Regions from separate parts of the Drosophila melanogaster genome. Here region 1 is linked to region 2. A link is a contact called in public targeted proximity ligation data. All regions are on one chromosome and are shown on one strand. The core of a region is the stretch at or near the end of the contact, and the rest is flanking DNA. Distances in the headings are between cores, read along the strand shown.

Evidence for each region.
Region 1: a targeted proximity ligation map of the Kc167 cell line shows a contact between it and region 2, with 4 times the contacts expected there. A contact is called at or near these places in 16 of 107 Hi-C or Micro-C datasets (the Kc167 cell line, the ML-DmBG3-c2 cell line, the OSC cell line and 6 more) and 1 of 7 datasets of targeted methods (the Kc167 cell line).

The regions. Positions count from the first base shown.
Region 1 is chr3L:1,175,718-1,178,856 of dm6, forward strand. bab2 (bric a brac 2) reads right to left here and starts at 1,559. Exons shown (of 5, transcript NM_079155.3): 1 at 1,264-1,559.
Region 2 is chr3L:1,033,153-1,036,075 of dm6, forward strand. CG9205 reads left to right here and starts at 1,545. Exons shown (of 4, transcript NM_138231.2): 1 at 1,545-1,733; 2 at 2,058-2,309; 3 at 2,408-2,804; 4 at 2,880-2,923. The coding sequence starts at 2,222. It overlaps trio (trio,), which reads right to left and starts at 1,723. Exons shown (of 17, transcript NM_167847.2): 1 at 1,346-1,723; 2 at 498-913. The coding sequence starts at 676.

The DNA of each region.
Region 1 (3,139 bases), core at 309-2,808, 140 kb after region 2:
TGAACAGCTGGAGAATTGAGGAGCTGATGAGCTACCCCGAATCCTCAGAGTTTCCCGAACTGTGGGCTGCGGAGGAAAATCGGTCCTACTCCTCTTCCTACTCCTGCTGCTCTTGGCAACTTTTGGTTTATTGTTATGGCCGCGCTCCGCCTTTTGTTATTCCCCTTATTTATTCATGTTTGTTGCTTTTATCGTGGCTGCTCGCATTAAATTTGATGATTCTTGGGAAAAACTCGGCCTCAAATAAATAAATAAGTAAATTGCCAAATGCAGAAGATTCGCACATCTCCAAAGTCGACACATCAAAGCTGATTTTATGATTATTCAAGATTTTCATTTATTTATTACCAAAGCCTGGCCTTAAATAAATTCAAAATTATGTTTTAGAATGAGTTTCAGTTTTTCGTGAATGTGGAAGCAAAAAACTAATTTTTTCCTTCATATACAATTATAACTGCTGACAAGTATCTGACTCGAAATCCTAAATACTTCAAACTCCCTGATTTCTTGCCTTTCCACACTCTTCTTTCCTGCTTCCTCGTAATATATTATTTTCGTTTAATTATTTATAGCAAGCGCAGCTGTTGGCAGCCAAAAAAATAAAACAGCAGGCAAGCTGGGCACTTTATTTATTTATTATTTCTGTATTTATTTATTTAATTCAGTCTCGAGGTTTTGTATCCTTAAAGTGGGCCCGCCCGCACACAAAAACGAACACAAATACACGTTGAGAAACGGGGGGGCGGTGTGCGGGCGCTCGGACACATTTATATATTGCATATTGTATTTATTTATTAACGCTTATTTATTATTTATGCAGCAAGTAATAAATTACAGTCTGGATTTTCTCGTGTTTCGCTCGGCTTTCGCTGTGTGCAAAATGTTTACAAACTGTTTTTGGCGCGTGCCACCCACTCGGAAAAGCGGGAGCTGTGGAAAGGCAGGAGCTGTAGGAAAAGTTGCTCCTTCGAGTGGGTTTTCTTCTTAATTTTCCTGGGCGCCCAAAAACGACCAAGCAACATTGCTTTTTACGACCTTTTCGCTGGGTGGCTTGTGTTATAAATTAATAAATTACAATTTCTTTGGTAGCGCCAAGGAAAATGCGCGGAAAATGTGCGAGGGGGTCTGGCGGGGATGGCATTTCCACTGGATAACTTATGTAGAATAGTACATGGTCGAGGTATAAAATCGATTTTCATTGCAGCCCAGTCATTTGTCATAAATAAAGCACCATAATTAATATAATAATCAACGCACACATACATTTTTCGTCTGGTATTCACTCGATGGGTTCACTTTTAGTTCACTTTCTTGTTTTATTAAATATTAACAGAATACTTGTGTTTATGTTCTGTTTGTTTTGTTCACTGCATGCAACACATGCTGTTCTGCTTGTCGTTGTTGCACGTCACTTGTTGTTGCTTTTGCTTTGCTGTCTTTGCTGCCGCTTCTGTCGTTGTTGTTGTTGTTGTGGGTATTATTGTTGTTGTTGCTGGCTTTCAGTGGCCGTAAAAACAAACGCTGCACTCCACTCACGCCGAAAGTCAGATACGAACTGAATCTCACAGATAAACGAACTGAATTTCAAAAAATTGAATGAAACTCGACGCCGCGCTGCCGACGTCAGCTGCGCTGCCCGCTCTCTCGCGGCGAATGAGAGCGCCGGCGTGGTGTTTTCCGGTTTTTGCGGCGAATTGGGAAATCGACAGAGCGGCGGTTTAAGAGCGAAAGTAAGTGTGCTCTTTGCTTTCTTTGTTTTGAATTTTCAGAGATCTTGCTTGAAAAAAAATTGAAAATTTCGAAATTTTTAGAAATGTTAGAAATTATAATTAAAATGAAATCGTGATTGTATAAGAGGAGAACATATTTTATTAATCTGGAATGCAATTGTTTTGTTATTTTTTTATACATTTTAGTACAGATTAATAGTTTTTTATTCGAATCATATTTCTCATCATAAAAAACATACATTTCACTACGATTTTTATATAATTGTCTAAGACCCAACGTTTCTTTTTTTTTTCGTTGTCACATAAATTTGCGAAAGTAGTTTTTACTATATCAACATACTTCATTTACAATTAAAAACGAATCATATTTATTATAATTAGTTTGAATACTTATTGAAATAAGTTCTCTTATTTATATAAATGCCATGCTTACCAATAAATCGCAAAAATCTTAACAAATCGCCAAAGCAGCATGCTAAGGTCGCGAAAAAATTGCAGCCTACACCTGCAACTTGAAGAGAATAGCAACAGCAACTTGCAACCTAGCTGCAGCAGCAACAACAACAGCAACAGCAGGGGCAAGAAAGAGAAACTGGCCAATGTCCAGTAAGAAAGTGTTTCAAAATAGTTGCCAACCCTCTTTCTTCTTCTTCTGCATCATCCTTAACCTCCTTGTTGTTGCTTTTGCTGCTTAGGCACAGAAACTATGGCAAAAAAGAGCAGAGAAAAAGTGGCGACAGCAACACACTCACAACTTGGCCACGCCCCTAAAAGTGCCGTAAGAGGGCGCGAGTGCGAGTGGGACAGCAAGCTGCTTGCTCCTACACACGCACACACAAGCCAGCATGAAGAAGGGGAGCAGAGCAACAACAAAAAAACGGCTGAAAGACGAGCGAAAACAAACGAAAAGCTTCGGCTGCACTCTCTTCTCTGCTTCCTCTTCCCCATGCTGCCCCGCGAAAACGAAAACTTGGAGGTGGCAACCGAAAAGAGCAAAAAAGAAAAGAGTACGAGGAAAAGCTGAAAGAAAAGGAGGCAAAGACGCAGCAAGTGCAGCTAGTGACGTCACGCGGTAGGCGGCGCCTATGGAAACGCATTTTTAATAGGAGTTGTTGTTGCTGCTATTGCAGCATCTATAGGCCGTTGTTATTGTTTTTTGCGCAGCCAATAACAACAACTAAAATAAATCCCCCTTTGTTTTGCGTTTGCCTGTGTGTGCGTGTGCCCGTGTGCGCTGTATTTGTGTGTGCTATTTTGTATATTTTGCATATTTTATTCCATTTGCCCTCTCTCTTTTTGACCTTTTTGGCATTCGGGCGCCTCCACGAGCCTCTGCGAACTTCGTGCTCGACGCCGATTGGCCCGACCACTCGAAATATATCTATATATATATATATAAATATATACGT
Region 2 (2,923 bases), core at 295-2,794:
TCATTATAAGTTCCAAGAATTTTCTATGCTTTATTTATAGCTCGTAAATCAAAAAGTCTATAAAAATGTAAATGTCTATGCTACGAATTAAGCCAATTAGTTTGTGATGAAATCTAGAAAAGCAACATATTTAAATGTACAAAATATGAAAATGGTCCTCTTTACTTTGCTGAGTGTTATCATATTATTGCAATTTTAAATTATTATCATGGCTAGTGCTTATCAAACAATAACTTAACGTAATAAAGTGCAGGCATAGATTAAGAATTAGCTGCACTCTTTTTTTTCTCGGCAATATGTTCATAATTATTTATCTTGCTGTATTTTAATATATTTATACTTCTACGTGTGCTTTCGTAATACATAGATAACATAAATATAGTTATAACATAGACAATTTTGAGATGGACGACCTTTGCCCAGATCCAATTGGATGTCAATAGAACCTAACTAACTAAATGGCTATTCCTATGTGGTAGTAGCAACTACATCCTCACCTGGGAATGCTGATCAGGTAGCTGAGGAGACGCCGCAGATCCTCCGGCTTGAGGCGATCGCGACGGGGCGTGGCCGGGAAGCAGAGGAGCGGTCCGCCGCGCCGGTCCCGTCCGCCCGTGAGGAAGACGACCCGTTCCTGGAGGAGGGTCAGGAGATCCCTGGCCCGCTGGCCGTCCATGCCGTCGGCAGGGGAAGGGGGAGGGGTGGTTAAAGCGGCCGGGGGTTAATCACTGGAGGGGTTAAACTGGGGGGTCTCCGCCCGTTTTTTAATCCGACGATGGGCACTGCAGCATAACGAATTCCAGCCTCGAATTTCACTTGTTTTGGCTCTGTTATTAGTTATTATTATGAACCGCTGCTTTTGCTCATTGATTTTCGCAAATTTCTCGCTGGCATTTTCATGGTCACTCTTTTGCTGTTGTGTTTGTGTTGTTGCGGTTTTCGTGTGTTTGCCCGTGTGTGCGTGTGTGTGTGTGGGTGGAAAATGAGTGGGGAAGCAGAGATGCAGATTAGCAATGGGTATTTCACTTGGTTTTCTAAATGCTACACATAATTTGCACACAATTTGTGTAGTTTTCCTATTTTTAGATGCAAGGAGTGGAGTTTTTTTCTTCAGTCACCCTCGCACTTTCGTGCGTGTGGGAGTGAGAGGGAGATACAAACAGACGGGCAAACACACACACTCGCATGGGGGTGCATACATATGCGTATGTGTATGTGGCATGTGCACACATGTATACATATGTACTCCCGTTAAATGTCATAAATCACACGCAGCATAAAAACATCAAATAGAACTCGCGCAGGCAGGCACACAAGTTGAAACATTATTTGGAAATATACACACTCAACACAACATTCGCCACTGCGAACGGGCGAAAATCCGCTATGTTTTAATTGCCTCAATTTGAACACAAACTCCAGACGTATATATAGCCTGTATATACATATGTATATGCTATGTATATCTGTATCATCACATCATCCGCAAGCAGTTCTCTTGCGTCTTGGCTCTTCTTCTTGCCACTGCTTGTGCCACCAAATTGATTTTTTTCACTCGCGCTGCTTTTGTTTTTCACACGCTTTCCCACCGGTAAAATCACCCAAGTTACCGTTGCACGCAGTTCGCGACTTGACGCGGGCTAAGCTAAAATTTTCATTTTTCAAGAAACCGCGATTTTACGAACGGGCGCTCTCTGTTTTGTTTAAACAAATTGGATTTTGCGAAACGACAAGTGTGACCAGATGCCGAAACGGCTTACAAACTGAATTTTCAGCCTTTTTTAATCGAGCACACCGATTGCGTGCCTCGATAGGTGTTAATAATCGATAGTCATAAGGCATCGCAATTGAGTAGAGTTTTTCTTAAAAAAGTCTACATAGTTACGCTCATGATTATCTCAAAATGATACCTATGATTAAATATTAAATATTTTGACTTTTTTTAAATAATATGTAAAAATACCAACTATCTACGATAACAGGCATCGATTGTACTACTATCGATGCTCGCCTGCTAGCATAAGCTCGCTGATACAACACTGTCTGTTGTTCATTAGCTTCCGTTTCTGCCGAGTTTTACCAAATAAACCCGAATCAAATTAATATACCTGCAAACATTTTACGCAAAATCAAGAACTCGCTTCGCCAGCGCAAGAAGAAGCACCGCCCACGGCAGGCCACGCCCCCAGTGCGCCCCGATCCCAAGGACGCCGCCGCCAAAATGGAGAGCAACTTGAACAGGATCATTCGTGAATCGGCCAAACTGAAACTCTGCGGTCAGCTCAGCAAATACACCAATGTGATGAAGGGTGAGCAAACTTTCACCTTTGGAGCAGCACCTTCAAGCTCTCCATCCCATAGAATCCCCGCTAGAACCGCTTCCCTAATCGCAGCATCCACTTTGCAGGATGGCAGTACCGTTGGTTTACGGTGGACGCCAAGACAGGATCGCTGAGCTACTACCTGTGCGACTCGTCGACGGTGGGCGACGACATCGCGCCCTCGCCCCACGTCCTGGCCAGTGCTCCCAGGGGCCAGGTGCAGCTGGCCGGCGCAGTGGTGTACCCGAGTGACGAGGACTCTAGGACGTTCGCCATCGCCTGCGCCTCCGGCGATACGGTAAAGCTGAGGGCCAACGATGCCAGGGCCCGTCAGGAGTGGGTGGATGGCCTGCGGGCGGTGGTCGAGAGTCACATGAAGGCGATGGACATCAGCAACTCGTCGCCGCTTCCTCCGCGGGAATTGCTTGCCGCCTCCGATGCCATGGTTTCAGCGCGCCAAGCTCTGTTTCTCACGGAACAATGGTAACTGCACAGTGATTCGTAGCTAACGCCGCATTACCTCCTGCAATCTATAAATCTATCCCCAAACCCTTCCAGCAACGCTTCTCTGGCCAGGGCCATCGAGAGCATCGACTGCGCTT